Regions from separate parts of the Mus musculus genome. Here region 1 is linked to region 2. Evidence: chromatin contacts called from public Hi-C data. All regions are on one chromosome and are shown on one strand. Each heading gives the region's core, a stretch centred on a gene start, on an enhancer-like site or on the middle of the called end of the contact. The rest is flanking DNA. Distances are from core to core; before and after follow the strand shown. Region 1 overlaps Gm32658 (a long non-coding RNA gene). Region 2 has its middle 960 kb from the start of Gm32658.

Region 1 (4,673 bases), core at 1,262-3,761, 850 kb after region 2:
GTCACTTGGTCTGAGAGGAAATCATCTCCATGGAAACCCTGGAATACAATTGAAAAGGCATTGGATGATTTTGAATGAGGTAGTCACTGCACAACCCATGCCTGTTTTAAAGAGAGAAGAGCCTTAGGGGCAGAAGACCTGGGCTCTCTCAGCGTTAGTCCAGATGTTCAGACACAGAAGGCATCCACTACCCAGCTGCTAATCCTAGTCTGCAGCTGATTTCATGTTGCTCAGGAAGGGTGTCTTACATAGGGTTTTAACTTCTGTCTTTGTTGGTAGATTGTCACTGAACCCAGTGACATCTCACATATAGGTGACAGAGACCCTCACATCTGTTGCCATGGCTACCACCATACATTTCCCAGATTCTACTTGGCTTACCTCCCACTTTTACCTTCAAGCAGCTATGTTGCAACCCAAATAAAAGGCAGACCCCTCTACCTCTCTCTTTCTTTCCCGCTTGTCTTCCTTGTCACCTTTGCCCCCTCCCCCCACAATAATTCCCAAATGGAACTGTATTGGCCCAGTGTGGTTTGTCTGGACGTGAGCCCTAATTTGAACACAAAAGTATTAGTTAGAGTTTTACTGCTGTGAATGCACACTATGACCAAGGCAACTCTTACAAGGGCAACACTTAAATTGGGTCTAGGTTCATTACATTATAGTCAAGGCAGGAAGATGGCAGCATCCAGGCAGGCATGGTGCAGGAGGAGCTGAAAGTTCTACTTCTTCATCTGAAGGCTGCTAGCAGAATACTGACTTCAGGCAGCTAAAATGGGGGTCTTAAAGTCCATACCCATAGCGACACACCTACTCCAACAAGGCCATACCTCCTAATAGTGCCATTCTCTCTTCTCTGGTACCTTATCACACAAAACCACATAACAAGCCCCCACCACCTGGAAAACCTGTGCTGACAGAGGCCTTTAAGCTCAGTGAATGACTTGGGGACTGACCTCAGCAAAGACCTCTTGTTTTGACACTTGTAAACAATGCTCAAAGCTCCCTCTCTGCTCTAATGTTTCTCTAATCTTGATAAATTTTCAACAAGCCTTTTGAAAATTTTAAGCTTAATTCTGCTGAAATGAATCAGAGGAGAGCTGCCAAGAAAGAAGCCCTTACAAAAGAAAACATTTTTGGGTGGCTTATGTGGGATTATTTGCAAAGACTGTATAGATTCCTCTGGAAAGGACAGGATCAAAATTCTGCAGCAGCCTGGGGTGCTAAGCCCATTATGGCATTCTTTGTGCTACTATTAGCATAACAGAGTCAATCAATGCGCTTTGGTCAATAACCCTCTGGACTATTAAGAGGGGAAAATGTTAGTTTCAAAATGAAATATCATGAACTAGATAAGGTGCTCATTATATTTCGAGGAGCAATTTGCATATTAGCACTGGGGATAGATAGGGTTTTTAAAACCCTCTTCACTCTTCTCGTCAACTTAATTATAAAGGACATAATCATTGCCTCTTTTCTGTAAATCACATTTAGTAATTTCACGTTTTTCCCCTCATCACTTTCTACCAAAGGACAGAGATAAATAATAAAAAAAAAAAATTAAAGTCAGCAAAGGATATTCCCAATTAAAAAAAAAATGTCAGTTTTTCAGAGATACACAAGGCAATGAGGACAATGTCTTACAAAACTCAGTAAAATCTTAAAGATCATTAATAAACTAAAAGTCTCAGAAAAAATAGATCTTCTTAGAACTAGGTTCAAGGCCAGCAAGCAAAAATCCAGTACAAATAAAGTCACAGGAAAGAAAACAAATTCACAACTGCCCTTTCTCTCACAAGTAATCTGTTCACAGGAAGAGGAAGGGGGCTGGGCAAAGCAGCCCCAATTGCTGCTCTTGTAATCAGAGTCTAATTTTATGCCATTATCCGTTTGAAGGTTTAAGTGGAATAAAGAGACACTGATCTGGGAATGCAAGAATGAAGCAGAACAAGCGAGATTGTAAGAGGAAAAACTCAGGTGTCCCTGAGGCTCCACAGATAATTCATTTGCACACAGTTTTCTGTGATGATGGATAAACGTAATTCTTAGTTTCTTATGGTGCCCCGCCCCTCAAGAGTATAAAACAGAACGATGAAATCCGGACTAAGATTGATTTTTAAAATTAAAGCGATTTTTAAACGAATTGAATTTCTACATGATTAGACACAGGTGGTTGTGGGCTTTCCTCAATCATTCCTACAATAATCAATATTCACCAACAATACTTTCCAGTGAATGTTTGTGTGTATGAAAGGGGGCGAGGCCTCTTAAAGAACAGATGAAAGTTTTCTATTAGATTTTACATGAAAGAACACATATGTGACCTTTAATCTTTTGAGCAAAATCTTCCTGAAAAGTGGCTAAAATTTTAAACAGGACCGATCAAAGCAAAATTTAAAATGTACGAGCGCCATCTGGTGTCAGCAATAAAAATACCCTGAAGGCGTCAGACCAATGTCCCTTTGAGATCTCAGCACAGTGCAGCAAGGGATTATGGTAGAATGAGGTCGACGTTCTTGAAATAGAATCCCCTCCATGGCTCAGACGAATATGTGACTATTTACCGTTTGCACTGGGGTTCAGTGAACCTACCATGGAGGCTGGCTGAGACAGTGAGCTTACCATGTCATTTGCTCTTGAGTACTTCTCACCCTAAACCTGTGTGCTTCAACTCAGGGATTCACATGAGTGCCTCAGTTTTCCTACTCTCTCTAAGTGAACCTTCTTGAATCAGGAAAAGCACTCCTCTGCTTTTAGAAGCAATGTCTGTACAAAAATACAGCAGAAGCAGATGGGGAGCACATTTTTAAAGAAGAAACTTGAGGCTTATAATGCTAATGTGCCAAGATGAAATTAGCAATATATTATAAAGAGCTATCTAAGCAGTGGTAGTTAAGTGAAATTTGTGCACTCGTCTATTAATAGAGCCTGAAAAACACTGCATTGCATCTCCTGATCAGCAACCGCCTTTCCCAACAACTACTGGGCAAGTCAGTGGCTCAGCCTAGCCCTAGGATATTTTGCTACCTAGGTTGCTGATCGTTACGAAGACCAGTAAAGAAGTCCAGCAATGACATCACTGTAGGTCAAAAGGTTTCAAACTTGAGGTCTAGCCAAGTTGTTTTAATGACTCCTAAAACAGCATTACATTTATTTCTGGAAGAAAGGCTCAATGCAACATTTCAGCCATACTCCTTCTGTTCAGGCAGATAAATAAAATGCAGCATACAATGTAGCCATAAAAAAAATAGGGAAAGCAAATAACCCTTTACTGTTCAATAGAATGATTTTGTGTAGAAAATGCTGTGTCTCTTTAGTTTTTTTTTAAATTAGGCTTTTATTGAAAAACCATAAACATTCAAACAGTAAAAACTTTTGTCTTTGTAATAGCATCTTTTAAGCATATAACAGGTAACTGATATCATCGCTTTCAAATAAAATTGTTCACAAGATTTCAGTCAGCTGTTGGCATCTAATTTTCAAGCAATGGTGAGAAATTACATGCTCTTTCCTCCTTTGTCCCCAAGCAATTATCCCTACCAGAGGAACAAGACAAAAGATTCTGAGGCACCAGGCACTTAGCTTTATTGAATCCCAGGAGAGAACCAAGTGTGGCAGAGGAAGGGACTGACTGGAACCAGATGTCTTAACACCTTAACAACACAGTTTTCTGTAGCAATGGCTGGCTTGGTACAGAAGGAGCAGGGATTCAGGTGGAATGTGCTGTAATAAAATCCTTTATTCAGAAACATTCAGGAGAATGGCACTATTCACACCAACTCATGAATTTTCCAGAGTTGCTCTTGGCTGATGTTCCTCTTGCCTTACAAGAAAATGAGAACCAAATTTGTTCTGAAACATACAAACGATTGTTAGACACAGTGTACTGAATGTCTACCATGTAATAAGAACATTTAAGGGATGGAACAGATATAGCCTAAAATAAAAACCTATGTAAGTTAAGGCAGTGATACACAAAAGCACCAGTAGTATCTTCTCAGAATCCATGAATTTACAAAGTGCAATGTAAGTTTTAACCTTTGAAACACTCATTTATTCCTTAATTAAAACCATTTTGTTTGTTTTAATTGTTTTTTATTTCTTTTTCCTCAACCATCGTGATCTCTATACTGAACAGAAAACATTTAATGTCTTGGAAAGTTTCTAGACCACAGAAATGTGTTGTGGCAGCATCCATTTTCAATCATGTCACAAAATTGCAAACTTTTCTATCTCTTCTCAAATACGTATTGATTCTGCAAAGTTACAGATATGCACCTTTAAAGATGTTTTGGTTAGCATTTCTCCTAACTTCTGTGAGTTGTGTCTCTTCAGAGAGCTTTTGCCTTAGCAGCAACTGGACATTCCCATTTTTTCTTTGACATCTGATATTAAGTCTAGACATCTAAATCTTAGATGCACATTAAAGATGATCCTTTGAAGGGTTACCGAGCTATATTAACAAAGGAACAACTGGATGAAAAATTATAATATACTACATCTTTAGATGACAAGAATAATAATTATGGAACTTGTCAAGGAAGATCTGTTGCAAAGATTTGCAGAACAATAACACAGAAGGGTAAATATATCGGTTTGCTATTTAGTTTCAACATCCAATACCAAGAATAACAATCAACAACTAACTAGCCAAATAACTAGTCACAGGACTT
Region 2 (4,403 bases), core at 240-2,739:
ACATCCTAGTGCCAATTTTTAAATAATTTAGGAGAAAAAAAGAGCTGAAGAGTAAAGTATCTACATAAATTAACCTTATTAATTATAATTTGTGGTGATATCAAATTAAGAAGCAAATAAACATGTTTATTCATAAAGTTTTCAGTATAATAAAATATTTACTCTGAAATTATTTGTATGTTCACTAGGATATTTTAATATTCTTGGCCCTGTACTTTTAAATTTTTACCCTCTATGATATAGCAGTGACATTGTTATCCCTGCCTTGTTACAAAGTAACTTGATTTAAATTCTTCATACATATATTTAGTGTCTAGAGTAGTAGATTTCCATGTTTCCTTTCAACATGCCTTTAATATTAATTATTACTTCCTATATTCAATTTTGTAACCTGCTCTGCCTGCTCATTTTTACCATTTAACACATTTATTGCATTGTTCTTTTAATACCAGTGAGTTATATTTTCTGTCCCCTGAAAACCGACAATCATTAACCCTTACACATTCCTGACCTTTATTAATATTCAAATTTGACACATGTATCTGACATTTCAAGTTGAGCTTTTCAATGAAAACAACAAACTCTGTATGTTTCTATGTGTCATTGTTAGTCTACTGAGAATGTTTTTTTCAATCTCATTTATTTAGCTGTGAAATTCCTAATTTCGTCTTATTTAAAAGATTATTATAATCAATTTTGAAATGTAACATATTTTCATTATCTATTCATCCTTTTATAGGGAACACATGCTATTTTTACTTCCCTTGCTGTTATGCACAGACAACCAATGAAAACTAACCCCTGGTTCAGTTGTAGACATAAGTTTCAATTCTGAAAAATATAACACAGTACCTTGTATGAATTACAGAGGTAGGCAGTGCTGGAAAATTAACACAAAACATGTAACATTCCCTCAAAGAAGATTTTTTTTTCTTGCAGCACAAGTTGCTGGGACATAAAGTCATAAACGGGAGCTGACACAGATAAATGATTTGTTTATAACAAGCATGAGTATGAATGTCCCTTCATGAGCAAGGAACAGGGAAGGTGAGGGTTTCTGTTTCTGGGAAGACAGTCACCTCATTCAACCCTACCAATCTGGTGATCATATTTAACATCTTATCCATATTTTCTTTTAACAAATGCATGTGTCTATACTAGCACACAAAATACAGAAAACCACCTGGTGTACATATACCTATTAAACTAAACAGTGACTTCCTCTGTAGCTCTGACACTTTTGACTATCTGAGAGAACCAACTTAAGCACATAAAATTAAGAAACTGCAACACATTGTCATGGCATCTGACCTGGTTCTGGTCACCTGGAGATTGCTTAAAGTAATTCCCAGTCATTTATGTTACATGCACAATGATGCTGTTAGAATGGTTTTCTTGTACTTTGAAGATGATAACTAAATCTAGGCTCCATATGCCAAATATAGCCTAGCGCCAGCTGGTTATAAATCTGTTCTCAACTCTCTGAAGGAGTTCTTTTTAAAATTCATGACTTGAGACAATTCCTTGTGCAGTAAGCATGATAGCATAGCCCTCTTCAGTTGTGATAGAAAGAAATCATAGGCAAGTCCCTGATTTAAGCTAATACCCTGTTTTAAAAAATACTGTACCGACCACCACCACCACCACCAGCAGCAGCAGCAGCAACAACAACAACATAAAGTATAAATATGCATGGTTTATGTGCTATAGAAGAAACCTTAAAACCCAGCCTTGAGTTTTCATTGTGTTTTTTAAACTTAATTTGATGAATGAAAACAACGGACAGGCCACATGTAAGGATGTATGGTCAGTTCTGAAAACATAAATACAAGATATATATATATTATATATATATATATATATATATATATATATATTATATATATATATATAATATATATATACATATATATATTATATATATATTATATATATCAACAATTAATGAAAAACAGGTCATGGATTTAAAAGAGAAAAAGGAAGAAATTTTCAGAGTTTTGAGGGAAAATGGGAAGGAGGAATATATTTAGTTATAATGTAATCTTAAAAATTAGAAGAGCCAAAGAATTGGCTTTTTTTTTTCAGAATTGTCATTCTGCTATGAGTCAATGATTACTAGGATAAAATGATTTGAACAATCTACTTTTAGCTGAGATACCTTCTGCAATACTTAATAGAATGTAGGCAAAAATGTAAGGCCATAATAGTAAAATAAAGCCTTTATTAAATATCAAAAACTAATTAAGGCTATTTTGAAAGCTAAGCAAGAAGTGAAGGTACACTTTAATTCACTTTATATTCTGCTCACTGTCACCTCCTAGTCACCCCCTCTCACAACCATTCCCCCATCTACCTCCCATTCTCCTCTGAGCAGGTGCTTGAGACCCTCTGAGTATCCTGCCACCCTGGCCTCCCCAGTCTCAATATCTAATGACACCCCCATTGATTCTTAGGTGCCTCCCCTCTTCCAAGTTTCTATTTCTTCGTGGAGCTGTCTCCTACCTCTTCCTACAGCAGTTGTAGATTTCCATTCATTTTCATAGTCATCTAGCCATCTACCCTGCCTCAAGCTATACCCAACATAGAATGCCCCCATTCCTCCAGCTGCTTTTCAAGACCATTTCATTTCACCTTCCAAGTGAGATTCAAAGCATCCATAGGTCACAAACAAGGATGCTTGAGTCTTACTTGCAAGGGAGAATAGAATGGTTCTGTAAGGCAGAAGGATGGAGGGAACTAGGTGGGAAAGGAGATCAGGTGAGGAGTGGGGGTGTTCTTGGTTGAGTGTAGGGAGGAGCAGGAGGGATGGCCTGATGGCCATGAGAATGATTGGAAATCTGCATATTAGGACACTGAAATTCTTACTTCATATTATTTTCCATGAACACCCTCCCCCCAAAAAATGACTATTGAGAATCAGTGATATTACAAGCTCTTAGATTGGATTCACAGAAGCAAAGTGGTCAGAAATATTTACTTATTTACAGAAAGAAAATGAGGCTTCAGAAATTTCAGACATATACTTCTGGAACTGAAAGTAGAAATTTAAATCATAGCCCCTAATGCATTGTAGATGACCTCTTTTTGCAAGAGATACTCAGTGGAAAATAGTCTCTAATGTATTAGATCCCAGATGTAGTAAGTTTAAGCATAAATATCATCCCATTAGGAAAATAATTTTTTCTCTGATAGGCCCAATTATTGAACTTTGACACCAGTAAAAATGGGACATATTTTTAAGGAAAAATTGAATAGCTTATGGTTAATTTAAGAAATTAGTAAGTTTCTAAACCAGCTACAACATATTTTATTCTATTTTTAGTGAGTTTATGTCAAAAATTTAGTACTTTGGAGAGATAATTCTTAACTTACAATTGCAGAGAATGTAATGCAATTAAATACATTTTTAAAACAATGTTTAATACTTTGCAATTCTGAAATGTTCATAGGCTCATTCTGCTCTATCTTAACTCTTCTTCTGAATCTAGCAAGTTGTAAAAGGTTATTTCATATATCTAGATGAATTTATTCTATCTTAAAATAATTATGAGTCATCTTGATCTCACCACCACAAAATACCTAAGGGTAATAAGCAAAATAAAAAATTATTCATTAGGCTCATAATGGTAGACACCTCATTGTGTAGTTGCTTGACCCAGAGCTGTGAGCCTGTGACAAGAGAGAACATCACAGAAGGGAAGGTGTGCTAGAACAAAGTGTCTACTTTTTACTATGAAGGGAGGGCTTAGGGACAAAATATAGCCTACATGTTAATGCGCCCAATGACCTATAACCTCTAATTAGTTTCTACCTAAATGTATTCAATTTAGATGTAAAATGATCAATATATTCATCTACTGAGTAAGATCATATGCCCCAGTACAGAGGAGTGCCAGGACCAGGAAGCAGGGGTGTGTGGGTTGGGGAGCAGGGTGTGGGGAGTGTATAGGGCGCTTTGGGGCTAGCATTTGAAATGAAAATGAAGAAAATATCTAATAAGAATGACTATATATAATATATGAGATCTGGGGAGATGACTTAGCAGACAAGAGACCATGCTGTTCATGACTTTTGGTGCGTGAGACTCATGTTACCTGTTCACAACAGTCTCTAACTCCAGTTCCAAAGCATACAAGCTCTTCAAGCCTCCAGCAGCACCTGCAGGCTTGTGATCAAACCTATGCATAGACACATAATAGAAAATAAAAGAAAAATTAAAAAAATAAAAATAAAAAATAGACTATCTGGCTTCGGAATATATAAACAACAGCACATACTTATAATTATAAATTAATTGATAAAATATTAAAACTTAACTCAAAATAATGCATATTTACTTAATCCTCTTTTTGTAAACTTGGTATCACTGTTTGAGGAAAACTGTGTTGTCTTTGAGTGTCAGA

The links. A called contact is a pair of places that touch in the nucleus more often than the background predicts.
Region 1: a contact with region 2 is called in a Hi-C map of cortical neurons, with 2.9 times the contacts expected there. The contact joins two enhancer-like sites. A contact is called at or near these places in 2 of 484 Hi-C or Micro-C datasets (cerebral cortex and cortical neurons).

What each region holds. Positions count from the first base shown.
Region 1 is chr4:80,515,125-80,519,797 of GRCm38.p6, forward strand. It overlaps Gm32658 (a long non-coding RNA gene), which reads right to left. Exons shown (of 3, transcript XR_390670.3): 2 at 1-38. Among named protein-coding and RNA genes, the nearest start is that of Gm32658, 110 kb to the right of the region's middle. Within about 2 kb of position 2,512, at least 26 of the 459 cell types and tissues checked have an H3K27ac peak or open chromatin away from gene starts, as enhancers often do. A contact at or near this core is called in cortical neurons, where this site is marked.
Region 2 is chr4:79,669,247-79,673,649 of GRCm38.p6, forward strand. No RefSeq gene overlaps it. Among named protein-coding and RNA genes, the nearest start is that of Gm32658, 960 kb to the right of the region's middle. Within about 2 kb of position 1,490, at least 10 of the 459 cell types and tissues checked have an H3K27ac peak or open chromatin away from gene starts, as enhancers often do. A contact at or near this core is called in cortical neurons, where this site is marked.